Linked DNA regions of Rattus norvegicus: all the other regions are linked to region 1. The links are chromatin contacts, called in public Hi-C maps. All regions are on one chromosome and are shown on one strand. Each heading gives the region's core, a stretch centred on a gene start, on an enhancer-like site or on the middle of the called end of the contact. The rest is flanking DNA. Distances are from core to core; before and after follow the strand shown.

Region 1 (4,172 bases), core at 835-3,334:
TACACATGCACACATATGGTGCATACACATATACACACACCACACACACCATGCATACAGAGACATACACATGCAAACAGAGACATACATCCCATACACATATATCATGCACACATTTGCATACATCCCACACATGTGTACATACACACATAGATACACACCTGTGCATACACTACATTTACAACTCACACACACAGACACATATACCACGCACTCTCACAGAGACACAATATACACATATACACATATACACGCACTCTCACATATACACAAACCATACACACATAGACAATGTGGACACACACATACAGATATACAGACACATACATGCACACATACAGACACACATACGTACCACACACATACTTACATCCACCATGCACACACACACATACACACACACACATACACACACACACACACAGATGCACATACATACCACATACTCACATCCACCATGCACACACACGCACAGACTCGAGTCTAACACTTGATCCTCAGCCACAGGCACTGTTGTGAGAGCCTCGGAAGCAGAGCAGGTTAATAGGGCAAGAGTACAGAAGGCAGAGACGGGAGACCTGTACAAGGGAGGTGTGGGAAAAGCCTAACCTTGGGCTTAGAGTGGTTACTGTGCCAACCTCCTGAACAGAAAGAGAGACTGGGTCACGGCATGTTATACACCAGGCTGCCCTTAGGACGTTTCAAAGACACAAGCTCCAGATCCTCTCTCTGCCTCCCACCCAGTGTAAGAGTCTCCTGCCAGCAGCCATGGATCAGCCTATGGAGGGTGCAGGGCCCGGGGCCCACCTTACATTCTGAGTGGCTAAGCCCTACAGAGCTTTGTCCCCTCCGTACACTGTGTTTGGAGACACTCGAGGACAGTTTCCCATGTATTTAGTCAGGTGTCCTTGTCCAGTCACTTCACGGAACATGAGTGGAGCCAGAACCTTTCCTTCTACAGGTAAAGATGGCCGGTTAGTGTAGATGAGTCTAAAGCTCATACCCAGCTTTCCATGCCAGAGAATGAACAGTGTTACTGTGAAAGGACAGAGAGTGCATGTGGGGAGGGAGGGCGCATGGCCGCAGAAAGTGTGGCTACAGAGCCACTGCTCAGCACTGTGGTAAAAACAACCTAACCAAGGCAACTTAGGAGAGGGAAGGCTTAAGGAAAGGCTTAAGCTGTGTGGAAGGAAGGCAGAGTGAGACAAGCAACACTCAGAGGCTTAGGGGCTGGTGAGTCACCCAGAGCCTCTGGGAAACACTGGCTCAGCCGTGAGGATCTGAGCCACGTGAGACCCCACAGGCAAGCCTGCCTCCCGCTTCTCCCCTTGCCTGACAGCACTGTCTCCCCTGGCCTCAGGCTGCCATCCTTTTCCCCCTTGCAGCAGGGCTGGGGTTTTCCAAAGTTTGTGTGTGATTGGTAGCACCAGGGCAGGGTTCTAACTGGACTTTTCTTGATGTTCTTGCTGCCATGGAGGAGACAGGTCATTACGTTCCTGCCAAGTTCTTAATAGTTGTTGAATTAACGAGTCAATGGCTTAATAAACGAGCGTCCTGTTTTGAACACAGTACCCACCTCTTGGGCACCCCAGATGGCCGATGTTAGCATCATTTACAGCTATGTTGTCCAGCGCAGTGGGAACCTCCATCCCATGCGCTCCCCATGCGCTTCGGTTCCTGTACTATTGCTGGCTCCCCTGTTTCTGGAGCTACTGCTGTGGTCAGACTAGGGGAGAGCCCAGGGCCCACTAGCTCTGAAGCAGGACTGCTTGCTCAGATGGCTTCAACCTGGACACCTTACATTGTGTCACATGCCTCTTTTCCAGACAGGGCTGGCCTTGGCTCTCTCGAAAACCTAACAGGGCCTTTAAAAAACTGTGTTCTCTCCCCTCTTCTTTTCCTCTTCCCTTTAGGCCCTCTCCCCTCTCCTTCTCTGAGCTGCCTGAAGTCATCCACCTTCCTAGGCCTGAGGCTCGGAGGCCCAGAGTGCGCCCCCTGCTGCCGGTGAGCAGAGGTCACTCCAGGGCCTGAACTGGCGAGGCCTGCTTCAAGGTGACTCAGCACTACGTCCAGCCGTCCAGCCGCAAGGCCTGGGGGTGGGGACCTGCTGCCCTTGCCCCTCCCCTGGGCTCACTCCCACTTCAGGCCTCCTTAACCTGGTTGTTAATCATTAATATCTTGTTCCAGAGGAAGCCTGTTGTCCCCGGAGCCTTGGTGCACATCCATTCCTGGTTGTGCCCCCGGCCCACATCTGAGTGTCTGATGATATAGAGGGACTGGAGCTGAGAACTTTCCTATACTTAACCTCTCTGCACCTAAGTGGCTGCTGACTTCTTGTGGCGTTCACAAATGCTAGAGAGTTTAGGCACAGTCAGGATTCAAACTAAGGCCTCAGACACAGGCTCAGGCTGTCCAAGGAGTCACCCTGAATTACGGGTTTCACAGTTGTCTGAGTGTAATACACCAGGCCTGGCTTGTGGGGTCACTCTCCGTACTTCACAGCTCACAAGGCACCTCACCTCTAGCCCCAAATCTTCATCTGTCTTGCCAAGGACGGATGATGAGGCATCATGGGTATTAAGTCAAATGCTGCTTTGGGTGGAAGCTAGTCACTGGGCATGGAACTGAGGAACAGCCCCGAGGAACTAGTGAATGAATATAGGTAGTCTGAAACAGACCAGAAATTCCCCAACACTGGGTTTCCCTTTCCCTAGAGTAAATATGACTTGCAGGACCTAACACCCCAGCAGACCGAATGAGCCTAGGAGTCTCTCTCTCCTGGCTCTCTACAGGTGGCGCTGCAGCTGTGTGGTGGCGAAGTTGGCGTGCTCTGCGAGGCTCCTTCCCATCATCACCACAAGATGTCGCTGTCATTCGCAATTAGCCGACACAGCGCAAGACCAAACCATCCTCTGGTTCGTTTGTTTTGTTTTTGGTGGAGCCCAGAAATCGGTTTTTAGTTTTAAGAACCACTGACATTCTCCAAACCCTGCTTCTCTTAGCTCTCCTCCCTCTGCGGGTCAAGGCAAGCCCGTCTATAGCCTACCTGGAACTCCCAACCTGCTGGCCTAACCCTGGGCAGCCGCTGGAAACCTGATGATGATGACCAGACTCTTCAAAAGTTATCTGAGCCAACCAACTGTGTGGGTTATTGGGTTTCTTCTGTGTCCAGTTTTCAAAGGTGAGCGCGTGCGTGCGTACACACGTGTAGTTCCATTGCCTAGCCTTGGATAGCAGAGACCCCTTAGCACCTTCTCCTTGATTGCCCCTGGACACAGGAAATCCAGAGAGCAGCAGGCAGGATGGATATCTCCCAGATCAGATGCCAACATACTAAAGACAAGGAGATTTTTGACAGTAAACAGAGGAAGAGAATGCCCGATTATCTAAGAATGATGATTTCTAGTCTGAATAGAACAGACGTGCATCCATGTAGCATCGTATACGGAGCAGCACCAGTCTGCAGACACGAAAGCTAAATAAAGGTTTATAGATAAGAGGAGAGAATGTGGTGCTAATCAGATCTACTGGTATGGAATGATAACACAAGTTTATCGGCAAGAAGGGACATGACTGATGACTTTGCTTTTCCTGGGAGCCCCGAATAAACACCAGCCATAGCAACAGCGACAGCCACAGCAACGGCGACAGCGTCTAGCTCTGCAAACCCTCAGCAACTCACTGAACTTACAGAGCATGGTGTGACCTCAGCATAGATGAGGACTTCACCAGAGCTGCACTGTGGAGGTCCCACCTTAACTAACCCTCTGCCTGCTAGCACCCCTGAGACAACTGGGACAAAATTACGTGCCATAGGAAACTAGTGGCTGGACTCTCAGGTGAAGGTCTGATGATACTCCCACGCCTCCTTCTGTGGGGAGACTCAACCCTGACCTCTTTGAGGGTCTCCTTCGAGTAATTACAACTCCTCTGATTAAGATGCCAACAATGGGGCTGGAGAGATGGCTCAGCAGTTAGGAGCACTGGCTGCTCTTCCAGAGGTCATGAGTTCAATTCTCAGTACCAACATGGTGGCTCACAACCATCTATACAGGGATCTGATGCCCTCTTCTGGCATGCAGGTGTACATGCAGATAGAGCACTCATTAAAAAAAAAATGGTAATAGCTAAGTTATACTTAGAGAATTCCTTGTAGGCATGCATCAAAAACT
Region 2 (4,172 bases), core at 1,079-3,578, 120 kb before region 1:
GAGGTTCCGGCGCATCCCCTACCGCTACTCTGATGGCTTGAATGACCTCATCACTCGGATGCTGAATTTAAAGGTAATGGTTGCAAGGCCTTGTGTGCTCTGTCTCAGACTCTGAACTTTGGAGATGTATTCTTGTGTAAAGATGGATGATAACTAAAGAAGCCGTCAGTCTCTCTGGCTAAAATCGTGTTCGCGCAGGCGGACGCTCACAGGTGTGGAGACACGTCTCCTCAACATCCACAGCCTCACATCTTCTGCCACAGTGACCAGTGGGTCGTGGCATGGAAGGACTGAGGAAAGGCCGATCTCAGAGCAGCAGTGAGAGTAAGGAAGGAACCAGAATGGGCTGTTACTCTCCCTTCTCTGTAAGGGATGACAGAGTATGAGAGGAAGGTCAACAGGGTGAAAATATCCTGCAAAGGTTCTCTAGCTGGCTGGTGGGACAGGAGGCAGGTGGTCTTTGTCAGCTGATGAGAGAGAGTGAAGTGGGGAGCTGGGGCTTTGTGGAGGATGCAGGAGGGGTGTGGTGGGGCATGCGGGGGACAGACTGGTAAGACTAAAGGTTGTGAGGATGTCCTTGGTATTTAGAGAAGCAGGTCCCACTTCTGCAGAGCAGCCCAATGATTTCCAGTGTGTGTATAGGTGTGAGTAGTTCTGCAGGCCTGAGCCAGCTCCTTAAAATCAAACAGGAAGATAAACCTGTGTCTTGGTGCAGACCTAGCACTTTGTGACCAGTGAACTTGTGTTTCCAGGTGTTTAACCAGATATCTCTCGATGCAGGAACTGTCTTTTGTTTACCCTGCTAACGTAGCTGCTTTTCTTAAGATGACTCTGATCTGCCTGCCACACTTTCTTCAGGACTACCATCGACCTTCAGTGGAGGAAATTCTGGAGAGCCCTTTGATAGCAGACTTGGTTGCAGAAGAGCAAAGGAGAAATCTGGAGAGGAGGGGACGGCGCTCAGGCGAGCCTTCGAAGCTGCAGGACTCCAGCCCTGTGCTGAGTGAGCTCAAGTTGAAGGAAAGGCAGCTGCAGGATCGAGAGCGAGCACTGAGAGCTCGGGAGGACAGCCTGGAGCGTGAGTAGTGCCCAGAGCCAGGGAGCCAGGGAGCCAGGGAGCCAGCAACTGACTGCAGTGGAAAGGTGGGGCTGGGGACTGAACAGAAGAACTTATATGCACAGGCCATTGGAACCTTCTTTTTCTTTTTAGTTGCAGGTCCTGGGGATTGTATATATATATATATATATACACACACATACATACATACATACATACATACATACATACATACATATATATATATGATTTCATTAGAAATTCTATTAGAAAACCATCCCATGACAATGGTCATGGAGAGAATATAGAGAGAATTTTCTACAGTGTGGTTTTACCTCAGTAATTACAGTAAGAGTTGGGGCCACAGTGTGTTATTTGTTGTGAATTTCTATCAGCCAAATCTAGGAAGCTGAGCAAAATAAAGTACCATTTTGGTAGCAGGTGTGTGTCTGTGCTCTCCTGTTTGGTAGCGGGCATGCGTCAGTGCCCTCCTGGCAAGCATATGGATTGTTTAGAAACAAAGCTGATGAGCTCAGACTTGAAAGCCACCCAGAGGTGGCCTCTACCATGCAGCAGAGGACACACAGAAGACACCCAAGATGCCCAGAGACAGGCCTAACACATCTGCTGATGTTCTTAATTAGACAATCTAGCAAAGTAAATTTGCTCCACTTCAGTATTTGGTATCCAGTTCTGTGAGTCCACAGATGCAGGCTTTTCCTTTACTGGTTTACATGAGGTACATTAATGATGGAACTTTAGAGACCAGTTTCCTTTTTCGCAAGGCTCTTGAAACGACTGCAGGGCACAATTGGTTCATTTCTGAAGGAGCATAGGAGCTCTTGGGAAGGTCTGGTATTTGCACAGATGGTGCTCTGGCTATGCAAAGAGGTAGATCTGGATTTCAATGTTTGGAGCTGAGTGAGTCACCAGAAATCATCAGAACTCACTGTATGATTCATTGGCAAATATTAGCCATGAAGACACTGCCACAGAGTTATGAGAAGTAGTGAAAAGGGCTGGGCATGGTGGCACGTGCCTTTAACCCCAGCACCCAGGAAGCAGAGGCAGGTGGGTCTCAGAGGGCACCAGAGCTGCATAGAGAATCCCTGTCTCAAAACAAAACAACAACAATGAAAGGTAATGAAAAGCATTCTGAGTCAGCTTTGTAAAGGTGAGCCCTTAAAATAGTCGGACGCATGGATGGACGCTGCAAATAAGCTCTGCTTACTCACACTGAGATGATGAAACGGTTGTCAAGAGGAAAAGCGTTCTCAGGCAGAAAGCTCAGTGCAGGGCTGAGCACTTGGCAGTAATATAGAAGTGACTGCAGACAGTAACTTTCTAGGTTCCATATTTGTCACTGCAAGGACCAAATAGAACATGCCTCCATTTGTCTGGAGGATCTGATTGTTCCAAGTAGTAGAACTTCAGCTTTGGCAAATAAATAAATGGATAAAAGGATAAAAATAAAATGTACATGCTGCCTACCTTACCTGCTTTTTTTTTTTTTTTTTTTTTTTTTGGGAGGAACATGACATTGATTCAGACAAATAGATTACAGAGATAATTTCTGTGTGAGAACACTTGCACATGCTTACAGACAAGACATTTCATTGTCTTTTCCAAGTCTGCATGATGCTCATTTGCACTTGCTAAAGTCGAAGCTGTTACAGCACAAGAGGAGTTTGTCCACTGAACTTAGAGTGGCACAGTGAGGGCCGATTCCTTCACAATGCCCAGCTACAGAACTCTGGAGCAAGTGTTTGTGGCTATACCCTGTAGTCTTTTTTGTTTGTTTTTTTCGAAGCTGAGGCCCGAACCCAGGGCCTTGTGCTTGATAGGCAAGTGCTCTACCACTGAGCTAAATCCCCAACCCCAGTCTTTTAATTTTTTTAAACCCTGTTTTTAAAGATGGTTCTTAAATGCTTTGCCCTTCCTTCTAGCCCACCAGAGATAGTGGAAAAGAAAGGCTGTTAGGATACAGGGGCAGTGGACCTGTTTAGCAATTGTTTTTTTGGAGCAGCTCTCACCTGCTTTGTCAAGAAATCAGCAGTTGAGTTCACAAGAATCATCAGCGGTGCTCAAGCTACTCACAAACACTTTATGAACATAGCAGCAGTCTGGTTTGGTGGTGTTGGGATAGCAAACACAGCAGCAGCAGTGGCACGCCAGAGCAGAGACTTGTGCTCTTGCAAAGACGGCCTAAGAGCTCTGATCGGGTGAGGAGCAGCAATCCCAACCTTTGCAGTGAGGTTTCTTTCTACTGGAGCTGCTGCAAAGTGTGGCAAAGTATAGTTTACTGTTGTGTTAAGATCGTTACCAATGCCACCCCATGCTTCAAGACAAAATTACATTTATTTGTAATTAGGAGTAAATATTTCACAATATGTAATTACATATATTTTTGTGATTAATCACTGCTTTAATTATGTTCGATTTGTAACAATGAAAATAGACCCTGCATGTCATATTTATATTGTGATTTATAACAATAGCAAAGTTATAGTTATGAAGTAGCAACAGAAATCCTGTTGTGGTTGGGGTCACCACAACATGGGGAAGTGTATTAAAGGGTCCCAGCATTAGGAAGGTTGAGAACTTTCCCAGCCTGCAAGTGGGGTGAGGAGAGGAGGAGATAGGACCGCCAGGCTGCAGGAGATGTTTGTGGCCAGAGCTCCTTAGTCATTGGTGTTGCTTTTCCATTCCTTTTTTCAAGAGAAAGAACGTGAACTTTGTATTCGAGAGAGACTTGCCGAGGACAAACTGGCCAGAGCCGAGAGTCTGCTGAAGAACTACAGCCTGCTGAAGGAGCACAGGCTCCTGTGTCTGGCTGGCGGCTCAGGTATGCCTGTGAGCTGCACACACACATACACACACACACACACACACACACACACACCCCACCTCACACACACCACCTCACACACACCACCTCACACACACCACCTCACATGGGACGTGCACCTCAGTGTGGCCCCCAGAGTGGGTTGTAGGCCTTGGGCCTTACAGTTCCCAGATCTCAGGGTGACATCATTGAGTTTCCACTCCTGAGTGGAATGGGCTTTGCTGCTGCAGCAGCTGAGTCCCTGGGCGAGAGACCTGACAGGAGTTG
Region 3 (4,172 bases), core at 762-3,261, 100 kb before region 1:
TGAGCTAGACTTGCTTAGAGCGCCGGCTGTGCAAGCTTGTTGGTCCTTCATCTTTGCTGATCTTCACTTTGCTTTGCTGAGAGAGGCACAGCTGAGAACTTCTCCTGGCGTCCCTCTGGTTCTCTCCTGCTGACGTGTGCCAAGGCTGAGGCCTGGCTGTCTCTGTTAGGTCATGTCACTGCTGTTGCAAACCAGACTGCTGGTGTATCCGTGAAGTGTTTGCAAGTGAATCGAGCTGCCACTGCTGACCTGTGAGCTGAACTGCCCATTTCCAGACCACACAGATGGGAGTTGTTTCAAAGAACCTTTCTAAACAGGGCCCCTTTTCCTGTATCCTTTCTTTTCCACTACCCCTGGTGGGTGGTGGGCAAACAGAAAGGTTAAAGCCTTTAAGAACCATCATTAAAAGTAGGCTTTGAAAAAAAATTAAGTTACAAGCTATCATTGGCTACACAGTGAATCTGAGGTCAGCCTGAGGTACATGAGACTGTCTCTGAACAGAAGCTATATTACGTGTTATATGTCGCTTATCATTGATCCTAGTTGGGGACACGTGTCAGTGCCTAACATGCACAGAGCCTTTGATTTGGCCTTTAACAGCTACCCATTAGCTCATGGATGGAGGATGAGTTCCTGAAACCCTTTGGCTTTTCACTGTGGCCTTCCTCTGCTCCTGAGGAGTGGGGCTGCCTGTGAAGGAAGCCAGGGAGTGAAGGGGAACAGCTGAACAGACTTTCAGACTCAAGCTGAGCCTCGGCCTGAAATGGGGTCCTTGTCAAAGAGTTTTCTTTCGGTTTAGTGTGAGCCTGCTAGTGGATACCTTTCCCAGGAAGCCTCTGGTTTTGTTAGGAAAACAAAACTGAGGAGAACCACATGAGAAGAAGAAGAAGAAAAGAAGAAGAAGAAGAAGAAGAAGAAGAAGAAGAAGAAGAAGAAGAAGAAGAAGAAGAAGAAGAAGAAGAAGAAGAAGAAAGAAGGAAGTAAAACATGTTGAACGAGATTTAGTAAGTGTATGAACGTGAATGGCTTCTGTCCAGCGCTCGAGTGACTAACACCGTGATCGGTGAGGAAAGAGAGCAGGAGGCTGGGTCACATGACAAAGTCCTCTTCCTCACACAGCACCAATACTGACCGTCAAGGTCTGACTGAAAGGAAAATTAGGGTTTTCCGTTACATTTGTTGTGTAAGTTCTGTGTGGAAATTTAGGGAAAAAAACCAACCACATTATGACACTATAAAGATGGTGTAGTGGTTAAGAGCACTGGCTGCTCTGCCAGAGGACCTGAGTTCAATTCCCAGCACCCACACACACTCAGAATCTGAGCTTGATTTGTGTAAATAGCATGGTGTCACATGCTTATAAATCTAGAGCTGGAGAGGCAGAGATGGGCAGACTCCTGGGGTTTTGAGGAGTGGCACCTGAGGCTAACCTTTCTCCTCTATGCACAGAGAGAGGGGGGGGGAGAGAGAGAAGAGAAGAGAAGAGAAGAGAAGAGAAGAGAAGAGAAGAGAAGAGAAGAGAAGAGAAGGAAAAGGGAAAAGAAAGAGAAAAAAGTCACAAACTGAATTGTGTAGCCCTGGGATATTTCCCAGCTGAGTCACCCTGGGAAAATCTAATGGTCCCTAGGCCCCTGTTTCTTCATCTGTAGAATGGGTCAAAGTAAATATTGTCAGAATGGACTTGCTGTGTCAATTCTAACCAGACCCAAAGGAAAGAGAGTGGAGCCTTGCGGTCACCTGGAAGGACTGCTCCAGCATGATTGCTTCTGTCTCAGGCCAACTGTGAACTTGCACAGAGGCCACTGCACCTCAGGGATGCCTACTGAGCAAGACTGTTCAGCCTCTGACTGACATCACTCCCATTATTAATCATCGTGGCAGACACTTATTGCTTCAAAATATCTGATGCAATCTTCCTCAGTTTTATCTTTAAAAGCTCTCCCGTAGGCATGAAGATGGCTCGGGGAGTAAGGGTGCTTGCCACAAACCCTGACCTCCATCTGTCATCCCAGTAGCTCACACGAGAGGCAGCAACCACAATACTGAGTTCATACTCAGGAGCTGCCTACCACATGTGAGACACCATGAGCCGGTTTATGGGTGAGTCGGTGTTAGCCCCATTCACTGACATCAGGAATGGGATCTGGTGAAGACCGTGCTGCTCTCCAAAGGTCACACCAGGGTGGTAGAGCTGAGACTCCAGCTCCAACTGGTTGAGCTCTGTGACTCCTGAACTAAGCCCTACTTTCCCCAATGAGAGAGGGAGGAGGGAGCCTGGGGGGAGAGGGAAGGGAGAGCCTCGGGGGAAGTGAATAGCCTGGGGTTGGGAGAGCTTGGGTTAGTAAGCATACTGCTGGTACTAAGCTCTTCAGACAGATGGCTGGAGATCTGTCTATCGGAGTCTTAGCTACATGAGTCAAGAGGCTGGGGCTGCTGGAGCTGAGGCAGCCGCAAGCCAGCCTGTTCGCTGGCCTCAGTTAGGGACCCAATGCTATGGAGTCACCAATCTCTGACTGTCTTCTTTAGGGACCCAGGACCTCTGGATCCTTCTGGCTATGGGTGAAGAGAGAACTTCAGGGGACTCTAGCCCAAGATAAAGAGTGTGGCCAGGGGTGTCTATAAGATACAAAACACAGGGCATGTCAGTACCTGCACTGGTACAAGGCATTCATTGCTCTTGTCCCTGCAGGACAGCCATGTTGCAGAGTCCTGGAGGTAAGGGAGGGAAGGTTGTCAGCTCATCCCTGGTGAGCTTCCTGCCTTATCCTGACAGGCTGGGCCATAGCGCTGGCTAGCTGAGGTTACTCTCAGCCTGGTCCACCCCTGACCTTGGCTCCCAGGTCCCCCGCCATTGGTTAGCAGACTCCACAGGTTGCAGCAAGGGAGCTGGGCGGAATGCAAGGGCACACGGGGACATCTGGTTGGGTTTGCAGAGGAAGGGAGTGTTGGGTAGCTTGCTCTACCTCCTATTGTCCAGTGAAGAAGCCAAGCAGGGAGCTGCTGGCAGCTTTGCCATGCGTGGGACTGTGGGAAGGACTCTTGATTCTCCTCCAGCTTTGTTTCCCAACGCTTCTCTCTGCTGCCTTGCTGCCCAGCCTGGTGGAATCGGCCCCTGACAGGCCTTGGTGCAGCTGATGGACACATTTCTGAGCCTTGGAGGAACGCAGAGCTTAGTTGTTGCTTGGCAGTGGCTCTCCTTCCAAAGTTGAGAGGCACTTGGAGTGGGTTTGGCTTCAGAGCTGCTCTTCAAGCCCGTCCATGTGTTTCTGTGGCAGACTCTCCCAGAAGCCTCTGCAGTGCTTTCTCTGACGCCACAGATGCTCCGGGGGGTCTGTTCTTCAACCTTAGGGATACTCTCTAGGCAGTACTCTGGGTCACTGTGGTACCTCCTCCCACAGCGGTGGGCTGCTGCTTCTGTCTTCTTTGACTGGAGACCTCAAAGTCCACAGCCTCCCATGGTTCATGTTGAGACCTCTGAGTACAGGAGCCCCACGACAGGCTTCTGTGTCCTTCCCCACCCCAACACCAGGAAGGATGAGGTAAAAGGTAAGGGGATCAAAGGTATTGGAAACCACTCTCATTTTTAAAGGGGGGAAACTGAGGCAATGTGGGTCTTCGTTTCACCTCATTGCTATGGTACGTGAACACAGCTCAAGGAGAGGAAGCACAGAGATGCTAGGCTATGTTCCTTCCTTTCCGCCATCAGGGTGTGAGGCACGCTGACACCTGTTCAGGGGAGGCAGAAAGCAACCTAAGATGGGGACCCCAGACTGTGCTTCTCCCCATGAGAAACATCTTGAACTGGGGCTGAGGCTGTGTTCCCAAACTCCTGAGTACCCAGATGCCTCTGGGAACCTCAAGGAGTTGGGAAGGGGAGGGAAGTGATGGGGGCGAGGGGTGGGGGTGGGGAGGGCGGAGTTCGGGAGAATTGCCAGGCTTCCTTAATCTGCTTGACCTTGCCAGTTTTTCTATCTGGTGACACTTGACCCACAACTCCTCCTACTCCTCCTTTTTTTTCTTTTTCTTAAAGGGGAGGTGTCATTGGAGTGACTGTCTTTTTTTTTTTTTTTTACTTTTTTTCAGAGCTGGGGACCAAACCCAGGGCCTTGCACTTGCTAGGCAAGCGCTCTAACACTGAGCTAAATCCCCAACCCCAGAGTGACTGTCTCTTA

The links. Hi-C and Micro-C count contacts between places; a contact is called where the count stands out from the background.
Region 2: a contact with region 1 is called in a Hi-C map of the A7r5 cell line, with 3 times the contacts expected there. The contact joins two enhancer-like sites. A contact is called at or near these places in 8 of 12 Hi-C or Micro-C datasets (the A7r5 cell line, the Rat2 cell line, Schwann cells and 4 more).
Region 3: a Hi-C map of the A7r5 cell line shows a contact between it and region 1, with 3 times the contacts expected there. The contact joins two enhancer-like sites. A contact is called at or near these places in 8 of 12 Hi-C or Micro-C datasets (the A7r5 cell line, the Rat2 cell line, Schwann cells and 4 more).

The regions. Positions count from the first base shown.
Region 1 is chr13:106,065,722-106,069,893 of GRCr8, forward strand. It overlaps Rd3 (RD3 regulator of GUCY2D), which reads left to right. Exons shown (of 6, transcript XM_063272732.1): 2 at 1,914-2,052; 3 at 2,793-2,915; 4 at 3,003-4,172. Among named protein-coding and RNA genes, the nearest start is that of Rd3, 7.2 kb to the left of the region's middle. Within about 2 kb of position 2,085, at least 21 of the 93 cell types and tissues checked have an H3K27ac peak or open chromatin away from gene starts, as enhancers often do. A contact at or near this core is called in the A7r5 cell line, where this site is marked.
Region 2 is chr13:105,942,658-105,946,829 of GRCr8, forward strand. Nek2 (NIMA-related kinase 2) reads left to right here. Exons shown (of 8, transcript NM_053691.2): 5 at 1-73; 6 at 859-1,078; 7 at 3,777-3,902. Among named protein-coding and RNA genes, the nearest start is that of Nek2, 7.9 kb to the left of the region's middle. Within about 2 kb of position 2,329, at least 6 of the 93 cell types and tissues checked have an H3K27ac peak or open chromatin away from gene starts, as enhancers often do. A contact at or near this core is called in the A7r5 cell line, where this site is marked.
Region 3 is chr13:105,964,815-105,968,986 of GRCr8, forward strand. No RefSeq gene overlaps it. Among named protein-coding and RNA genes, the nearest start is that of Nek2, 30 kb to the left of the region's middle. Within about 2 kb of position 2,012, at least 4 of the 93 cell types and tissues checked have an H3K27ac peak or open chromatin away from gene starts, as enhancers often do. A contact at or near this core is called in the A7r5 cell line, where this site is marked.